2 separate regions of the Sus scrofa genome follow, and region 1 is linked to region 2. A link is a contact called in public HiChIP or PLAC-seq data. All regions are on one chromosome and are shown on one strand. Each heading gives the region's core, a stretch centred on a gene start, on an enhancer-like site or on the middle of the called end of the contact. The rest is flanking DNA. Distances are from core to core; before and after follow the strand shown. Region 1 overlaps TTYH2 (protein tweety homolog 2). Region 2 overlaps CD300A (CMRF35-like molecule 8).

Region 1 (2,725 bases), core at 177-2,676, 190 kb after region 2:
GCAGGAAATCAAGTTAGGATTGCTTCTAACCAACTCTCCACGATTGTGTTTCAACGTCCTCTCTCTGCATTTACGCCTCGTGTTGTACGGGGTTCCTGGAAACAGCTCTTCGAGGCAGATGCGTTTTCCCAGAGGAGCCAGGGGAAGGCCTGGGGATGTGTTTCTAACTGAGAACTTGGCTCCCACCGTGGCGGAGGCCCTTACTCCCGCCGCTCCTCCCACATCCGGCCTCCATCCAAGTGCTGGCTTTGTTACACCCTTTGTAAGCCTCCTGGCTTTTTAACTGCCTCCAGGACTGAGCCGGGCCTTGTGTAAAAGTACTACTAAGTATTCGCTTAGCTGGATGGCTATGCTCTAGAACCATCTGGAAAGCAAAAATGGGGAGGCTGTGCAGAGGAGACCCAGCCCATAAGGCCGGTTAGATCATGAAGAATCAAATGAAGCTTTTGTTCTGCAGCAGCTCAGGCGAGGGAGGGAGGGAGCAAAGAGCAGACGAGGCGAAGGGCCAGAACATTTTGCCAACGTTCAGAAGCCACAGGTGCTAACCTTGGACTAGACCCGAACAACGGGTGGGGGTTGGGGATGTGGGTTCCAGGGGACCCCCTCGATCACCCACACTGAAATAGATACCACGCAATTGTTAGCACCCTTAACCCTTTCAAAAATAATTTCGGAGTTCCTGCCATGGCTCAGCGGATTAAAAGCCCAACTAGGATCCATGAGGATGCAGGTTCGATCCCCGACCTTGCTCAGTGGGTTAAGGAGCCGGTGTTGCTGTGGCTGCAGCTCCAATTCGACCCCTAGCCTGGGAACTTCCATGTGCTGCAACTGTGGCTGTACAAAGAAAAAAAAATCTTAAAAAATAAGCCTTCTGATATAGACAAAAGCATACATTCTCATTTCAGCATGGTCATTCTCCACCTGCCCACGTTCGCGGCTACGGCCGCTCAGGGAGACTGCAAAGGCGGGGTCAAGACGGATACCTGCTTTCCCTGACAAAGACTTTGAAGGCTCAGGCCATGAATGACTCCCACATCATGGGACTCATCAGATGCCTCTGGGGTCACAGGTCCCAGCCGGTCCTTAGAGCTGGCAGTTTCTTTTGGTCACTTGGGAGAAAGGCACTTTGGGACATAAGCCAAAAAAAAAATTGGGGAAGTTGCATCTGTCATATCTGGGAAGGCAGGGGCTGGAGCCTTGGGGTGGGGGAGGGATAAGGAGTGACGTCTGGAGCTGGGGGGCCCACCAGCTCCCCCTTGTCAGGGCCCGGCCATCTCTTACCCCAGGGAAGGGGAGGAGAGGCTTGGATGGGAGGTCTCTGGCCAGAGGCCACCAGGAGCATTTTCTCTGGATCAGTATTAGTTCAGCCCGGGGCGGGGCTTTCTCATAAAGGGGAAATGAATCCATAGTACATTGTGCAACGTTAGGGTAAAGACTCTGACCTTGGCTGAGGCTTGAAGAGGAGGCAACGAACTGGAGAGGGGGTGGGGCACCCAAAGAGCAGATACCGGCTCCCCAGCACCTCCTCCCTGCCAGGCGCCCTCCCCTGGGGGCACAAGGATCTATATGCCAGGAGTTCGTGCCACCCTTTGGTTGGGAGCCGCGCAAAGCCTCCTTTCCATGGCTCTGCCCAGCGTAAGCTTCACCAGACCCCGTGCATGGAGGGAGGTGGCTGGTCCCTGGCCAGCTGGCCTGGGTTCAATGTCTTCATCTGGGATGGGGTCTGGGTGATGGGGAGGCAGGGGAGATGTTAACAAAACCCCAAAGATTAGATAATGCAGGTATGAGTCTACATCCCTGATACAGGGAAGGCGGGGGTGGTGCCTTGTAGCCCCCATCACTCTGGCGGGGGCATCCCTGGGCTTGCTAAGGAGTTGCCCAGTGGGGAGGTGCCGTGCAGGCAAAGAGGCCTCCATCTCCCTGACCTCCTGCATCTCTGGTGCAGGAAATCCCATCCCCAAAGCCCCAGCAGATGAGGGACCCTTAAACTACCTGTGCATCACCCAGGCCAGCCACCAAGAATGCTGGTCCCAGAGGGGCCCCTGCTGTGTGCGGAGATCTTGGCACATCCCTGCCCCTCTCTAGGGCTCAGTGCCTGCCTGGACGAGCAGGCTGTACTACGGGCCCACCCACCAGCTCTCAAGTCCTCTGATTCAGCCAATGGCTTACTATGACCTTGGGTGGCACTTTCCCTCCTGAGCCCCAAGATGCTGACTTGGATGAAGGGAGCTGGAGCAGCCGGGCCCCTCACCTGTAGTACTCCACGTAGCCAGTCTGGTCAGCCAGTTCGGTCAGCTGCATGGTGACCTCCCTCCACGCGGGCACCCCTGCCATCTGGACAAGGATACTGCCCGCCATCTGCTGTATGAACTTTAGCGTCTGGAGGTAATCACCCCGAGCGGCAAAGATCTCACTGAGCCGGGCCAGGTGCTGCTCCAGGTCCACCTTCATCCTCTGGGTGGTTCCGGACACCTGGGGGGGCGGGGCTTGTGAGTTGGAGGGGCCTTGGGTGGGCGGAAGCCTCTGCCTGACTCTGGAGAATGGCTTGGCCTTGAACACGTGCCCCAAGCCCTGAAGGCAGAGGATCCAGACAGCAAAGGATGGATGCCAGAGGCTCCCACCACCCACCTAACCCGAGGGTCCCTCCATCCAGGGGACAGGCCCGACCTGGCCTTAACCGGGCCCTGGGCTCCAACACCCAGAGCCTCACTATAAAGACAGACCC
Region 2 (2,809 bases), core at 75-2,574:
AGCGGGTTAAGGCTGCAGTGCTGTCACTGCTGCGCTCGGATCACGGCTGTGGTGCAGGTTCAATCCCTGGCCTTCTGCATGCCGTGGACTCGGCCAAAAAAAAAAGAAAAAAATAAATAAACCAGAGAAAATTATACACTACGTTAAGTGCGGGGGGGGGGGGCGGAGAGAGATTTAAAAGTGAAATGAGGGAGTTCCCACTGTGGATCAATGGTAATGAACCCAACTAGTATCCATGAGGATGCGGGTTTGATCCCTGGTGTTGCTCAGTAGGTTAGGATCTGGTGTTGCCACGAGCTGCAGTGTGGGTTGCAGATGCAGCTCAGATGCCATGGCTGTGCCGTAGGCTGCCAGCTGCAGCTCTATTTTGACGGCTAGCCTGGGAAACTCCATATGTCATATGCCACAAGTGTGGCTCTAAAAGCAAAAAAAAAATAAAAAAATAAAAAAAAAGAAATGATGCTAAGAAGTAAATAGTTTAAAAAAATAAGATATATAAGAGAGTGGAAGGACATACCTCAAATGTCTGAGGTTAGTTTTCTCTGGGTGATGGGAGTTCTTGTTTTTTTCATTTTTTTGGTTTTTGTCTTTTTAGGACCCCACCCGCGGTATATGGAGGTTCCCAGGCTAGGGATCTAACTGGAGCTACAGCTACCAACCTACACCACAGCCACAGCAATGCAGCCAGAGCTGCATCTGTGACCTACACCACAGCTCACGGCAGTGCTGGATCCTTAACCCACTGAGCGAGGCCGGGGATCGAACCTGTGTCCTCATGGTTCCTAGTCGGGTTCGCTTTTGCTGAGCCACAATGGGAACTCCGAGTTTTTGCTTTTACTCGTTATGATGATTTTGTGTGTGTGCCTTCCTTATTTTATCAGTTTTCTACAGCGATCACACATCCCATTTTTAAGGGGCGGGGAGGGCTTTTTAGGTGAAAGGGCACCATGGGAAGAGTGAGCCCCAGAGGCCCGAGGCCATCCAGGCTGGGGAAAAACCCCATGTGGTAGGTAGTGTGGGCTGACATTTAGGGGGAGGGTTTCCAGAAATGACATGGGAGCAGCACTTGGGGAAGAGGAAGTGGTTTTCTTTCCATCTGTTGAGCAAGATATGCTATGGCTGGTTTCTCTCCTAAGGGCCTGAGATGAACTGGGGCGGAGAGGCTGAACCCCGTGGGGGTGCTGGAGGTGAAAGCACAGGCAGGGTCTCCCCTGCCCGGCCCCCAGTGAGAATCAACTCCCAGTTAGCGCCAGAGCTGTGGGGCAGAGCAGCCCCAGGCTCACTGCAGCCTTGAAAGCCTTAGCCTCCCCCAGAACCCTGCCGCAGGGAATCAAGAGATGGACGCTGGGAGTTCCCTGGTAGCCCAGCAGTTAAAGGATCCTGCATTGTCTCTGCTGAGACTCGGGTTTGATCCGTGGCTCAGTGCAGATGGTTAAGGATCTGGCATTGCTGCAGCTGTGGCATAGGTTGCAGCTGTATCTCGGATTCAATTCCTGGCCCGGGGACTTCTATAAGCCGTGGGGGGCAACAAAAAAAAATAAATAAATAAAAGAAAGAAAGAAATTACAAGATAAAATCTCCAGAGTTCCAGTTTTGGCGCAGTGGAAAGGAATCTGACTGGAATCCATGAGGATGTGGGTTCCATCCCTGGCTTTCTTCAGTGGGTTAAGGATGTGGCGTTGCCGTGAGCTGTCGTGTGGGTCTCAGATGTGGATCGGATCCCATGTTGCTATGGCTGTGGTCTAGGCCAGCAGCTACAACGCGGATTAGACTCCTAGCCTGGGAACTTCCATAAGCCACTGAAGGCTCACACGCCGCGTCCAGCAGAAACCTGCTCTCCTACATGGGACAGTTGGGGTTCCAGCCCACAGTAAAGCCACAACCTCACTGATTCCTCTGTTCTTCTGTTTACTTAATTTGGTCAAGTTTGTTGAGCACCTACTTCCTGGGCGCCCTCCAGCGTGCTGGGTGCACCACATGTATCTCTCTTTGCCTCTGAGCTCAGAGGAGAGTGGCTGGACTGCTTCCTGGGCTGCCCCGCGTGGAGACATTAAATAATACATTCATTCAACAAATACTGGTTACGTGCCTTCTCGAGTCAGGGTTCCCGATCTTAAGGAGGTGCACGGGGCCGGTGGGCAGGCAGGCAAGGAAGCAGGTGTGACAATCTGGTGTGGAAAGGGCTGCAGTGGCGGAAGGACAGAGGTCCACTCAGAAGGGCCCCCAGGCTGCTCTTTGGACCCAGAGGAACGGAAGTCAGAGAGGAGCGCTTTGAGCCAGCAGGAGGGAGCCGGGGAGAGGGCAGAGGAAGCAGCCTAGATGCCCGGAGCAAACCAGGAAGGGGACACAAGTTGTGGCTCTTGCCAAGTGACAAGAAGTTCGGGAACTGGCTGCTGCGGAAGCTTAAGGAGGCGCAGAAGAGGTGGGCGGAGCCAGAGTGCACAGAAGGGGTGGGCGGAGCCAGTTTGCCTGGAAGGGGTGGGCGGGGCCCGATTGTGGAGGACCTTGACCTTCCTGCAGGCACCTGAGCTTTAGCAAGTGTGGGAGGTCACGGAAAGGTTAAGGCGGAAGAGGGACATTGCTTCGTGAGCATCCACCCCAGGCCCCACCATGGGAAAGGCCTCTTTTTGAGGAGCCACAGCCTGGATCTGCAGCCACAGCAAGGCCACCTCCTCTGGAGTCTGCCCTCTAGGGTCACCCAGGATTGATGGTCTCAGGAGATGCCTCTGATGAGAGCAGGACACAGAGCCTCGAGGAGGAGAGGGTGCAGACAGGGCCTGTGCACCCTGCGGGGTAGGTGTAGGGGGCT

Evidence for each region. HiChIP or PLAC-seq counts read pairs in DNA pulled down with a chosen protein or histone mark.
Region 1: an H3K27ac HiChIP or PLAC-seq map of alveolar macrophages shows a contact between it and region 2. The contact joins two enhancer-like sites.

The regions. Positions count from the first base shown.
Region 1 is chr12:6,857,470-6,860,194 of Sscrofa11.1, forward strand. TTYH2 (protein tweety homolog 2) reads right to left here. Exons shown (of 16, transcript XM_021066683.1): 6 at 2,252-2,472. Among named protein-coding and RNA genes, the nearest start is that of TTYH2, 23 kb to the right of the region's middle. Within about 2 kb of position 1,427, at least 43 of the 83 cell types and tissues checked have an H3K27ac peak or open chromatin away from gene starts, as enhancers often do. A contact at or near this core is called in alveolar macrophages, where this site is marked.
Region 2 is chr12:6,669,232-6,672,040 of Sscrofa11.1, forward strand. The region is part of intron 5 of CD300A (CMRF35-like molecule 8); the gene reads right to left. Among named protein-coding and RNA genes, the nearest start is that of CD300A, 11 kb to the right of the region's middle. Within about 2 kb of position 1,325, at least 16 of the 83 cell types and tissues checked have an H3K27ac peak or open chromatin away from gene starts, as enhancers often do. A contact at or near this core is called in alveolar macrophages, where this site is marked.